4 separate regions of the Mus musculus genome follow, and all the other regions are linked to region 2. The links are chromatin contacts, called in public Hi-C and targeted proximity ligation maps. All regions are on one chromosome and are shown on one strand. The core of a region is the stretch at or near the end of the contact, and the rest is flanking DNA. Distances in the headings are between cores, read along the strand shown. Region 1 overlaps Nrxn2 (neurexin II). Region 2 holds the start of Ppp1r14b (protein phosphatase 1, regulatory inhibitor subunit 14B). Region 3 has its middle 97 kb from the start of Gm32245. Region 4 overlaps Nrxn2 (neurexin II).

Region 1 (2,700 bases), core at 170-2,669, 480 kb before region 2:
CCCAGATGGACTTCTGCTGTTCAACTCAGGCAACGGCAACGACTTCATCGTCATCGAGTTGGTCAAGGGGTGAGGGGATGGGCACTGTGGTCCCCTGCTGACCCCGATAGAGCTCCTCCCTGGCCTTTGGGAAGGTTCAACACACCCAGACATCAGGTCAAGAGCCACATCTTTAGTCATCAGCCAGGAGGGTCCCTCTGCAGCCAAGATGGAGAAGCCCAACCCTGCTTCTGGGCTGTTGGCTCCTCGGCCACTTCCTTGCCAGGGTTCCCAGTCACGTCCCTTCTCTGGCCACTGTCCTCTTTATGGCAGAAGTCAGCCAAGTCTTTCTCTTGCCCTGGAGAATTGCGCCCTCAAGTAGTTCAGACCCTGCTTCTAGGGGACCCCTACTGTATTACCAAAACTCCCCTTCTGTCAGGTCCTCTTTTGGGGGCCAAGAGCAAGTGCTTCCGTGACCTCCCTGGGACAAGACTTCATGCCTCAAGCTTCCAGTGCCATTTTTTGGTCCCTTCCCATGGGATCCCTTGTCTACCCCTCTGCCCCAGGCCCCTGGTTTTTCTGCCAGCAGTAGCTCATTCTCGCCTGGCATCTCTGTGGTGCCCGTCTGATCTGGTGTTTCCTCCCTACCGTGGGGCAGGTACATCCACTACGTGTTTGACCTGGGAAATGGCCCGTCCTTGATGAAGGGAAACTCAGACAAACCAGTCAATGACAACCAATGGCACAATGTGGTGGTGTCCAGGGACCCAGGCAACGTGCACACACTGAAGATCGACTCCCGCACAGTCACGCAGCATTCCAACGGTGCCCGAAATCTGGATCTCAAAGGTGGGGCTGGAACCTCTGGAGAAGGCCAGCCTTACCCCAGACCCCCTTCTCCATTGAGATCAATCCCCCGCCCCCTGAAAGGGGGTCAAGGCCGCTCTCCCTCACCCCTCTTTCCTGTTCTCCATGGTGTCTGGCTGACATTTCCCACCTGTGTCTTACTGGGCTCTCCTGTGAAGCCACTTCAGATGGAGCACTGGCCAGGCTATTTCCCACCAGGGTCCCACCATCTCCAGTGACTGTACAGCAGTCACTGAAATTGTCACTGCCAGTCCCCAGTGTAGGTGGCCGAGAGGAAGAGGAGGAAAATGAATAACAGGAGGGGTAGGGGGAGAAGGAGGTGGTGGACTGGGCATTGGAACAGGAGACGTAGGCTGCAGCTATTTCAGAGCCATCTGGGGTCCACGAGACCTCCTTGCACACACATGCCTGGAGCATCCCTTAGCTTTACGGGCTCCACGTGTGTCCGTGTAACCCAAACTGTCAAAACCTGGGGAAGACCTTCAGAGACAGTGGATTCACCTCCCGAGTCCTCAGATCCAGCAGCTTGGTTGGCAGTGCTGCAAATTCACCTTGCTCCCAGGAGAGGGCGATGTGTTACAGAGACTCAGAAGTGGCAGCAGATCCGGGACCCGGGCTTCAGCTATGATGTCCAGGGCTGCCGAAACTCCAGTAGACATGCAGGAGAACTAGGGCCCACGCGGGAGATTAGACATCTCTGAGGAAGGCCTCCCCCAAGAACCCCAGTTGTCAGGAGGACATCAGAGAAGAGAAGGCTGCTGAGAGAAGGCCTGCGGTTCTGGGAAACAAGTCTTTGGGAAGGAGGCAGCGGGGGCGGAAAGGCTGTAGAGCCGCGCATCCATGAAAGGCCCTGATTACAGGACGGAACTGGAATCAAGCGTGTAGGAGAGAACATGGAGCGGGTCCCTCCAGCTGCCCCCCACCCCCACTACCCCAGGCATCTGGCTTCTGAGGGAGGGGAACACACAGATGGCGAAGGGAAGAGAAGAGGAAGAGGTGGTGTTGGTGGGGAAGCTGAGGTTTGCTGTGTCTGTTAGGGATACCATGAGCCTTTCAGGTGTCTGGAGGACCCAGTGGTAGGGTGTCAGCATCCGGGGACAGGGGTAGGGACAAGGTGGGGTGTTGATACCACTGCCTTTGCAGGGGAGTTGTATATCGGTGGCCTGAGCAAGAATATGTTCAGCAACCTGCCCAAGCTGGTGGCCTCTCGGGATGGCTTTCAAGGCTGCTTGGCTTCTGTGGACCTCAACGGACGCCTCCCAGACCTCATCGCTGACGCCCTGCACCGCATCGGGCAGGTGGAGAGGGGCTGTGATGGTGAGTGTGGGCAGTGTGGGGCAGTTAGGTGTGGCCCTGAGGCTGACAGGGGCCTCCTCATGAGCCTGTCCCAAGAGCTCTGGGACAAGGCAGGCAGGCAAAGGACGACCACATACTCTCCCTGTTGCCTCCCACCCCGACTACTAGCCAGAAGCCTAGCAGTCTTTGAGTGCCCCCTGTTCTATCCCACCCCATCATCCCAGTTAGTATCTGGCCCTTCTAGTCTGACGGATCAAAGGGCAGAGCCTCTGGCTGGTTGGGGGAACATCTACAGCCCCTGGGCACGTGGCTAAGCCTGGGGCGTTTCTCCTTCCTGCTCTTTCCAGGCCCTAGCACCACCTGCACCGAAGAGTCTTGTGCCAACCAGGGCGTCTGTCTGCAGCAGTGGGATGGTTTTACCTGTGACTGTACTATGACTTCCTATGGAGGCCCTGTCTGCAATGACCGTGAGTGCCAGCAGGGCTGGGCTGTGGGTGCTGCCATCCTATCCTCAGTCACAGGAACTGTCTGGGTGGGAAGAGGAGGAATTTTTGCTTC
Region 2 (2,700 bases), core at 72-2,571:
GCTCTCACAACTGAAGTGTCCACGAGTTTTCCCGTTTAATGTTCCCCACAGCCTTCAGAGGAAGTCCATCGGTCCCCCCCCCCCCACCCACCACCTCTTTTCGGTCGTTTGTTCAACCAATAGGATGGAGAGTCCTTTGCCTGAGTCTGAGAGTTTTTCGAGCTAGAATTCGGTATGGACCTAATAGTGTCCTAATGCCTGTAGGTTTGACAAGGAGCACGCTGACCCAAGCTAAGGTATCAGCAGAGTCCTCAGAGCTCTGGCCCACCAAATTTTCGCTTTCTAGCAGAAAGACAAAGGAATGAATGAAACAATTTAAAGATGCAGACAGAATAAAGGAAGACTGGAAGGTGGCCTCCTAAAGTGTGAAGGATCGAGAAGTTACTGGGTGAACTAGCTTGCTGTCCCTACAGCAGAACAGGCAGGGGTCCCAATAAACGCTCATTTGGGGTCAACTGCTATTATTACCTTTATCATTGTGAGTTTTGGCTTCCCCACATGCTAGCTCTTTGCACCCGAGTTTCCTCCTTTGCACACGCTCAAGCTGCGGGGCGCCCAGGGCCTCGCCCAGCACAATCCTGCCAGCTCAGAGGGGCGCGCCCCAAACAAGTTTGCGCTTCAATGCGGGCTCTGCAGCTGGGAGGGGCAGCATCGACGAGCCGCTGACTACATTGCCCACAATACCACGCGCGCCGCCATCTCAGCCGGTGGGCGGTGGTCGTCCCAGTCCTGGCTATTGTAAGCCAAACGGCCAAATCTACACGCCCCCACCCCGAGCTCTTCCTTGAGGGGCGTGAGACCAGACCAAGTAGGGCATCCCGGCCGGCACCTGGGCAGTGCCTGGACCCCTTTACACCTCCGATCCCCGGAAGCCCTGTCCACGTGTCGACCCATGCGCGGAAGTTCTCTCGCCCCTTGATGACCAAGGGTCCCGCACGTTCCTCACCGCATCTGCGCCCACACCGTCTCATGCCTAGACTGTCTGTTTCTACCTTAGTGACAGAATGAAACAGGGTCAGAAGAGGACTATGGTCCTAGTGGCGTGAAGATCCAGGCATCCGACACCTAGAAGTCTAGGTTTGAGGCCAGAGGTTAAGTTATAGGAAACCGGACAGACAGTCCCCAAACCCGGCAAAGTAGATCCTCCCCTATCCCCTTTCAGGAGGCGGGGTTGGGGAGAGGGGGCCTGAAGCGGGGCTGGCCCTTTAAGGGGGTGTGGTCGGGGGGCGGGGGAAGAGAGCAAGACAGAGAAAGCGGCAGCGGCGGCGGCTCGGGCGGCGGCCGCGGGGGACAAAGGGCGGGCGGATCGGTGGGGAGGGGGCGGGGCGCGGCCAGGCCAAGCCCGGGGGCTCCGCATGCTGCAGCTGCCCCCGGGCGCCCCCGCCGCCGCCCTCGCCGCGGAGCTGCGCGGAACGGAGCCCGCGAGCTAACCGGAGCCAGCGGCCGGGAGCCAGCCGGCGGGCGTCCGGGAGGCGGCGGCGCAGGGAGGGGCCCGAGCGCGCACGTGGCCCCGGCGGCCGCCATGGCGGACAGCGGCCCCGCGGGGGGCGCGGCGTTAGCTGCCCCGGCCCCCGGGCCGGGCAGTGGCAGCACAGGGCCCCGAGTCTACTTCCAGAGTCCCCCTGGGGCCGCAGGCGAAGGCCCGGGGGGCGCTGATGACGATGGCCCGGTGAGACGGCAAGGGAAGGTCACCGTCAAGTACGACCGCAAGGAGCTACGGAAGCGCCTCAACCTGGAGGAGTGGATTTTAGAACAGCTCACGCGACTCTACGACTGCCAGGTGTGCTCCCCACCCCGCGCGGATACCCTAAAATCGGCCCTAAGTCGGTCTGTCTCCAGAGTCAATGGGAGCTCTGCTGCCAAGCCACCGGTCTTGCACTCGCCGCTCCCAGTGAGTGTGCGCTCTTTCTTGCCTGACCTAAGACACTCTAGCTTTCTCCGCTGCCCGGGACCTTGCGTCCTTCGTGGTACTGCCTCAGGTTAAGCATAGTGTCCTCGCCGAGTCTAGAAGAACTAGATAGCCTGCTGGAGGCAGGGGTCTAGCTTGGGCTAACAGTGAAAGGTCTAGTCTAGTCTGGGCTAGCATCGACACTAGTTGAAAGGTACTAGTTTAACTGTCTCAAGTGTTACAAAGGATCTGAGGAGTTGTTGTGGGCTAGCCTGCCATTCTGTCTACAGAGACAGGTTAACCAGCTCTCCCAGCTCTGGTTCTCCACCCCATGTTCCTTGCTTGTTCAGATGGTGACTCAGGCCCCCAGGGGTAGGGTGGAGGAGTGGGCCTGCCCTCTAATGCCTACCCTAGCCCAGCCCTGGAATGCAGCTGGCTCCAAGTGTGATAGCTGTACCCTTGGGGAGGGGGGTGTACCCCTTTCTCCTCAAAGCATGGGCTCTTTGTTTCCCCTTTATCAAGCATGGGTCTTTCACACTGACCCCTCACCCTCACTTCCTCCCCCCCCCCCCAGGAAGCTGTGACAGGTGTTTGGGGGAGGGGAGGGCTGTGATGAACTAGGACAGCTGGCCCACCAGTGCTCTGGTGAGCCGGAGGTCCCGGATGCTGAGAAGGCACATCTGCTAGGTTCAAAGCCCAAGGTCCCCAGCCCTGTCTGTCTGGCGCCCCTGGTGCCCACTGGCAGGGACAGGAAGTTCCCCCTCATTGGGCAATTTGCCTTGGCACAGACCTGATCTGTTTTCCTTCCCAGA
Region 3 (2,700 bases), core at 177-2,676, 310 kb before region 2:
GCTGCACATCAAACGCTACACAGAATGGATCCCTACTTTGGAATGCTTAGAAGCAGAGCCTGGGACCAGGGTTTGCTAGAGGCCAGCCGGCTGGGACAAGTCCCTAGAGGGTAAGGGCAAAGGTCAGGGAAGGGAGGGGCTCAATAAACACTGTGGATTATCTCTCTCAGAATGAGTGTTGAAGTTTAATCCCCATTATGAGAGATTAAGAGATACAGGGCTCTCCCTCCCAAGTGGATTAATCCACTCCTGTGATTAATGGATTGATGAGTTAGTTATCTCCAGAGTGGCCCTGTTATAGAAGCCAGCTGGCCAGATCTCAGGAGAGCCCTGCTTCTTGCCATGTGATGCCCTGTGCAACCTTGGGATTCTGCCAACAAGAACATCATAGATGCTGCCCCTTGACCTTGGACCAGACCCATGAGCCAAAATTAACCTCCTTTCTTGATTGCTTACCCAGCCCGTGGGTTTGTGTTATCAGCAACAGAAAAAGACTAAGACAGAAGGAATGTGACCTTAGAGCTAAGTCCAGCCCTGGACAGATCCAGGGAGGCTTGGGGACATCAGTTGTACACGAGACTTCTCCAGATCTGAGGGAGGGTCCAGCTTCCTGGCCATTGCATTAGTTAGCCATTGACTGTGGGCTATATCCAGAGCCTGCCAGACATGGCCCTCCGTGGAGGGCCCTTCACCACAGAAGGGAGATCTGGTTGGGATGCCAGGAGAAACTGCCAGACAGAGCACGTATGTCCCAGAGCGCAGCCGTCTCCTCTGCTGCCTCAGGCTTATCCACTGATCAATCACCATTCCACTGTCTCTGGTGCGTGTCAGTCACCCATCCAACATGTCCCCAAGTAACAGGGGACACAAATCAAGTTCTGAGAGATGCCTCACTGTGATGACACCCTTCTGGCTTCCTGGAGGGGAAAACAAAAAACAAAAACCTTCCCCATCCCAGCCTACCTCTGGGGTGCCACCCTGACAATCCAGGGGGGTCATCTAGGAGCCGAATGGCCGAATGGGTTCGAAGCCACAGTGTTTCCTTAAAGCCTCCACTAATAAGAAGCAGGTTCCCCTGCGACCCGAGCATGAGCTGCATTTGAGCCCTGAGCTGCACCTCTCCCTCCTACCCACATTTATTCTCCAAGCACTGCTCCTGCCCCCACCCCCAGGCAGTGGTGCTACACTGGGAGCCAGGAACCAAGTGGTCGAGAGCGCCATCTGGTGGGTGAGAGGGCAAGTCACTAGAAGGGACGGGAGAGCCAGGATTGCGATCCATCTATCCCCATGCCTTATCGCAGAGAAGGCTAGGCAAGGAGCTAGGCTGCAACGGAATTAAAGGAAAAAGAGGAAAGGGAAGAGGGGCCAAGGAGCTTCCCCGGGGATGCCTGGACACCTGTTCCAGATGCCTCTGCCTGCCACTCGAGGGAATGGCAAATCACCCAGGACACACCCAGGTCACGCCGAGGTCAGTCTCTGCCCTTTCTCTCTCTTCTGGAGCATTTAAATCCGGTTTTTGTTGGTTGGTTGGTTGACTTGTTCTGAGGCAAGGTTTTATTTAGCCATGGCTTGCCTTGAACTCCTGATCCTTCAGCCCCATTCCTAGCCCCCACCCCCCACCCCCACCCCAAGTTCTGGGACCACAGGCATGTGCCACCATACATGGCTAAGGGGTCATGTAAAAATCCATTTGCAGGCTCATAAGATGATTCAAAGTGCCACAGAGACTGATAACCAGTGAATTCAATCCTGGGGTTCCTGCAAGCTGTCCTCTGACCACCACCACACATATGCACTGTGGCATGAGCAGGCACGCATACAGATACACATACACCAGATAAATATACACTTATTTTTCTAAATTCTGTCTGTTTATTTACAAGAAAACTGGTAAAAAGGTTTTCAGAAAAGGAGCCACGGTCATCTTCACCATCAGCAGCAGTATCCCCTTTGAGAAGGTTCCAGCTAGTGGGGTGTCTATGTAACCTCTCAGCCCTTTAGGGATCCCAGAGTCTGCTAAGCTGGCTAGAGGGTGGACGTCCGAGCTCTGACCTTCCCCTGTGCAGACACATCTGTGGGGCAGAATGGAGGCACTACACGGCTGGAGATGACACATGCCCTGGGCTCTTGCCCTCTGGTTCTGAGAAGGTGAGAGGAAGTGGCTCCATCTGCCCAGGAACACTTGTTAAAGGCGTACAAAGAGACCACCAAGTCTTTCACTTCTCAATTTATACACTTCTCCAAAAGCGTGGTGGTATCTAGAGCTAGCGGGGCTTTGGGGTTTGATCTCATTTTTTTGTATTTTTCAAGTTAAAATGCAGTTGGGAGCCCCAGGCATTGTGTGCCTTGGGACAGAAGAACATGTCATCCCCTGTGAAGAGCAAGCTCGATCAAGCCTGCACTGGGGGGTCTGCACACAGCGCTGTGTGGGCGCCACGGATCCCTGAGTGTCTTGCCATCCTTGCCTTTCTCACTCCCATGGCTCAGCGGAGGACCTGCCACAGAGGCAGTCACAACCAGCAACCTAAAACAGGTGCTGTCTGGCCCTCCACAGAAAAGGTTGGTCACTGGGCCAATAAGATGGCTCAGCTGGTAAGGGCACCTGCTTCGAAGCCTGATGACCTGAGTTTGGTTCCAGGGACCCACCTGGTAGAGAGGATGATTCTGCAGGCAGTCTTCTCCGAACACCTCACACGTGCT
Region 4 (2,700 bases), core at 130-2,629, 460 kb before region 2:
GAAAGATCCCACAGGCTCTGCTTGGGCTCAGGCCCCCTAGAAGTAGTGCAGGCTGGTGGCTGACCGGACCAAGGGAGGAAGGGAAGGTGGTGCTCTCTTAGGAATCCATAGAGGTCTCTGCCTGCTGGTTTGATGAGGAAGACAGAGCAGGTCCCCCAGAGGCCCTTATGCGAAAGTGAGGTGGTACTGCTGTGTGAGAGGGAGAAGGGTCCTTGTCACCAGAAGTTGGGGGCCAAGGGCACAGCCATGTCATTCCCGTTGGAGGAGGGGCAAGCTCTGTACCTCTAAGGCTAAACTCTAGTGGGGAGCAGAAGCACTAAAGCCCACGTAACCAGCTGATAACTGTGCATTAAATGTCCACGGGGCTTCCCCCGCCCCCGACTAAATCCCCCCATGTAACCTTCAGCCCCTGCACCCAGGGGACTAAACACGCTGATAACCAGATGTCATAAACTCACAGCAGGACAAAAAGGTTAAAGGGACTGTAACAGACATCGCTAAAACCTGCAGCCCCCAGCCACACTGGGCCGCTCTCTCCAGCGGGGTGAACTTTAACCCTTTGAGGTGTTAATGGCAGGCGTGGGCAGGGGCCACAGAGGCCATGGCTTCCTCTCTTTTACCCACCCTCCCCTCCTAGAATCAGAGAGGCTGAGGGAGGAGCCTGGGCTGAGGATGGGACAACTTGTGATGCTCCCCCCACCCCCTTCCCAGGGTAGGTTGGGAGTGCTGTTCAGAGAAGATAATCTAGGGGCTGAGGAAGGGAAGAACTCCTTGCCTTCCACTGTGGCAGCCATACTTCTCCTGAAACTTGTATCTACTCTTCTAGAAAATGGCAGGTTGAACTTCCCGAAGAGGAGGAGGAGGAGGTCACTCTTGGTGTGGCCTTTGGCCCGGGTCTGACCCCGTGAGCCTCGCTCCCTCCTTGGTTTTTGCTCCGCCCTCTCCAAGTGCACCTTGGGAGGAATAGGAACAGGCGAGTCTAGGGCAGGGCTAGGTGTCCCTGGAGTGATGTTTTATTTTAAGTTGCTGGGATACAGTAGGTGCTCAATAAATGTCTGTGGGATGGCTCCATGTTGTACTTCCAAAACATGCCTGGAGCAGCAGTTCCAGGGGGCACCTCACAATAAAGAGACCTGTAGCCAGGTGGGCTTGGAATGGAGCAGGCCTCCTCCTTTTGGAAGCCCACATTACGTTAGTTTTGTAAGGCTCTGAGAAGGGAATCTGCTTAGTGGAGAACTCATCTGACCCTTCTCTCCTTGTTTTTTCTTATAATTTTTATGAAGCAGCCCTCCACGTTTGTGGGCCGGGCCCAGCCTTAAATGAGAAAATGCAAAGGGGACATCTTTACTTCAGCCGGAAGTGGGAGGGTCTTGGGGGAGGAGCGTCTAAGTAAGAGCAGGAAGTAGGAGGGTCTTGGGGGAGGAGCGTCTAAGTAAGGAGCCCAAGGAGACAAGCTAGTGAACCTTCTTTGGCTGGATAGGTGTTTTGGGGGGTCCTGAGAGCCTGTGATTTCTAGAGAGGGTATGTGTCACAAGTTGGACTATCTCAGCCCAGGTTTGGGGGGCAGGGCTCCCAGGATCCTAACTTTAAACCAGATCTCTAATGAGGCACTAACCAGAAGCTAACAAGGGCTAAGCCAGGCCTTAAATGAAAGCAGCTAAAGGTCCGTGGGAGAGTGGGGCAAAGTCATATTCCATCGGCCCCCTCCCCAATAACATAAAAACCAAAGCTAAATCTAAACTTAAACATAATAAATGTCTTTTCTAAAAAAACAAAAACAAAAAAACAAAAAACAAACCAAAACCAACAAACTCAGAGGGTTAAACTGACCCCCAGGTCGACTAAAACCAAAGCAAGCAGCCGAGCCTCACATGGGGGTCATCAGAGGTGTCTAACACTGCCACACGCAGAGCCAGACTGGAGCTGGAGCAGTGATTTTGGCTGTCAGTGAGCGAAGCAAGGTCCCTTTAACATTTTCCATATCTGGGCTTGCACGTCCATCTTGGGGGAAGGGTTCAGCTCACTGGGGCCTGCTCCCAGGGCAGTGGCTGGACCTCGGAGGCTGGGCCTCAGCTGGGCAGTAGGAGCTAAGCAGCCGGGCCAGCCATCACCCGGTGCTAATGGGCGGGGCCAGCCTGGAGCAGACTCACACAATCTGTCCCTCATCTTGCTGCTTCTTCTGCTCACACTCACAAACTCCGCCTTAGCCTGGCAGGACACCCTCCTGTCTCTGTCTCTGCTGCCACCGCCTACTGCTTTGGAGGATACCATGGCTTGAGGCTGGACATTGGATGGGATGCTTGGGAGAATAGAGAGAGAAGATGGGGGTGGAACTGAAGGATAAGGACGCGGGGGTGATCGCCCCGGAGTGGGATCGGTGGGGTACGGGTGTAGATGGAGAGGCATGTGCATGGTGGGGATAGGGGGTGACCAGGCTCCCTTTCCCGACCCATGTGTGCCCTGGCGACCCTCTCCTGTGGGGGGTCCCACAAGGCCGGGCTAGGGGTTCTGGTTAACAATGACTTTCCCTTGGTTGTCTGCCTCTTCCTCATTCCTTTCCCCACCTGTGTGCTGGCTTCCTCCTGGCTCCCACATTCCTCCCCGTCTTCTCTCCACTCTCCATCCCTTCTTCCTGGCCTCCCTGGACTGCCTGCCTCTCCCCTGTCTTCCCCCCTCACCCCATCCCCAACCCTCAGGACG

The links. Hi-C and Micro-C count contacts between places; a contact is called where the count stands out from the background.
Region 1: a contact with region 2 is called in a Hi-C map of cortical neurons, with 2.7 times the contacts expected there. A contact is called at or near these places in 16 of 39 promoter capture datasets (the 3T3-L1 cell line, 3T3-L1-derived adipocytes, the C10 cell line and 8 more), 2 of 484 Hi-C or Micro-C datasets (both in cortical neurons), 24 of 130 datasets of targeted methods (the NIH/3T3 cell line, PVALB interneurons, T-cell acute lymphoblastic leukemia and 16 more) and 2 of 9 other capture datasets (embryonic stem cells and macrophages).
Region 3: a targeted proximity ligation map of bone marrow-derived macrophages shows a contact between it and region 2, with 5 times the contacts expected there. A contact is called at or near these places in 4 of 39 promoter capture datasets (the C10 cell line, the HPC-7 cell line, cranial neural crest and 1 more), 1 of 484 Hi-C or Micro-C datasets (embryonic stem cells), 8 of 130 datasets of targeted methods (T-cell acute lymphoblastic leukemia, bone marrow-derived macrophages, embryonic stem cells and 1 more) and 2 of 9 other capture datasets (adipose tissue and macrophages).
Region 4: a targeted proximity ligation map of embryonic stem cells shows a contact between it and region 2, with 9 read pairs. A contact is called at or near these places in 14 of 39 promoter capture datasets (the 3T3-L1 cell line, the C10 cell line, cranial neural crest and 6 more), 12 of 130 datasets of targeted methods (PVALB interneurons, embryonic basal ganglia, embryonic brain and 7 more) and 1 of 9 other capture datasets (embryonic stem cells).

What each region holds. Positions count from the first base shown.
Region 1 is chr19:6,490,847-6,493,546 of GRCm38.p6, forward strand. It overlaps Nrxn2 (neurexin II), which reads left to right. Exons shown (of 23, transcript NM_001205234.2): 14 at 1-69; 15 at 638-828; 16 at 1,990-2,163; 17 at 2,490-2,609. Gm52381 (a long non-coding RNA gene) reads right to left here. Exons shown (of 2, transcript XR_003952843.1): 2 at 158-1,696. Among named protein-coding and RNA genes, the nearest start is that of Gm52381, 5.1 kb to the right of the region's middle.
Region 2 is chr19:6,973,727-6,976,426 of GRCm38.p6, forward strand. Ppp1r14b (protein phosphatase 1, regulatory inhibitor subunit 14B) reads left to right here and starts at 1,322. Exons shown (of 4, transcript NM_008889.2): 1 at 1,322-1,780. The coding sequence starts at 1,523. It also overlaps a transcript of Plcb3 not described here.
Region 3 is chr19:6,662,340-6,665,039 of GRCm38.p6, forward strand. No RefSeq gene overlaps it. Among named protein-coding and RNA genes, the nearest start is that of Gm32245, 97 kb to the left of the region's middle.
Region 4 is chr19:6,514,227-6,516,926 of GRCm38.p6, forward strand. It overlaps Nrxn2 (neurexin II), which reads left to right. Exons shown (of 23, transcript NM_001205234.2): 21 at 2,697-2,700. Among named protein-coding and RNA genes, the nearest start is that of Gm52381, 18 kb to the left of the region's middle.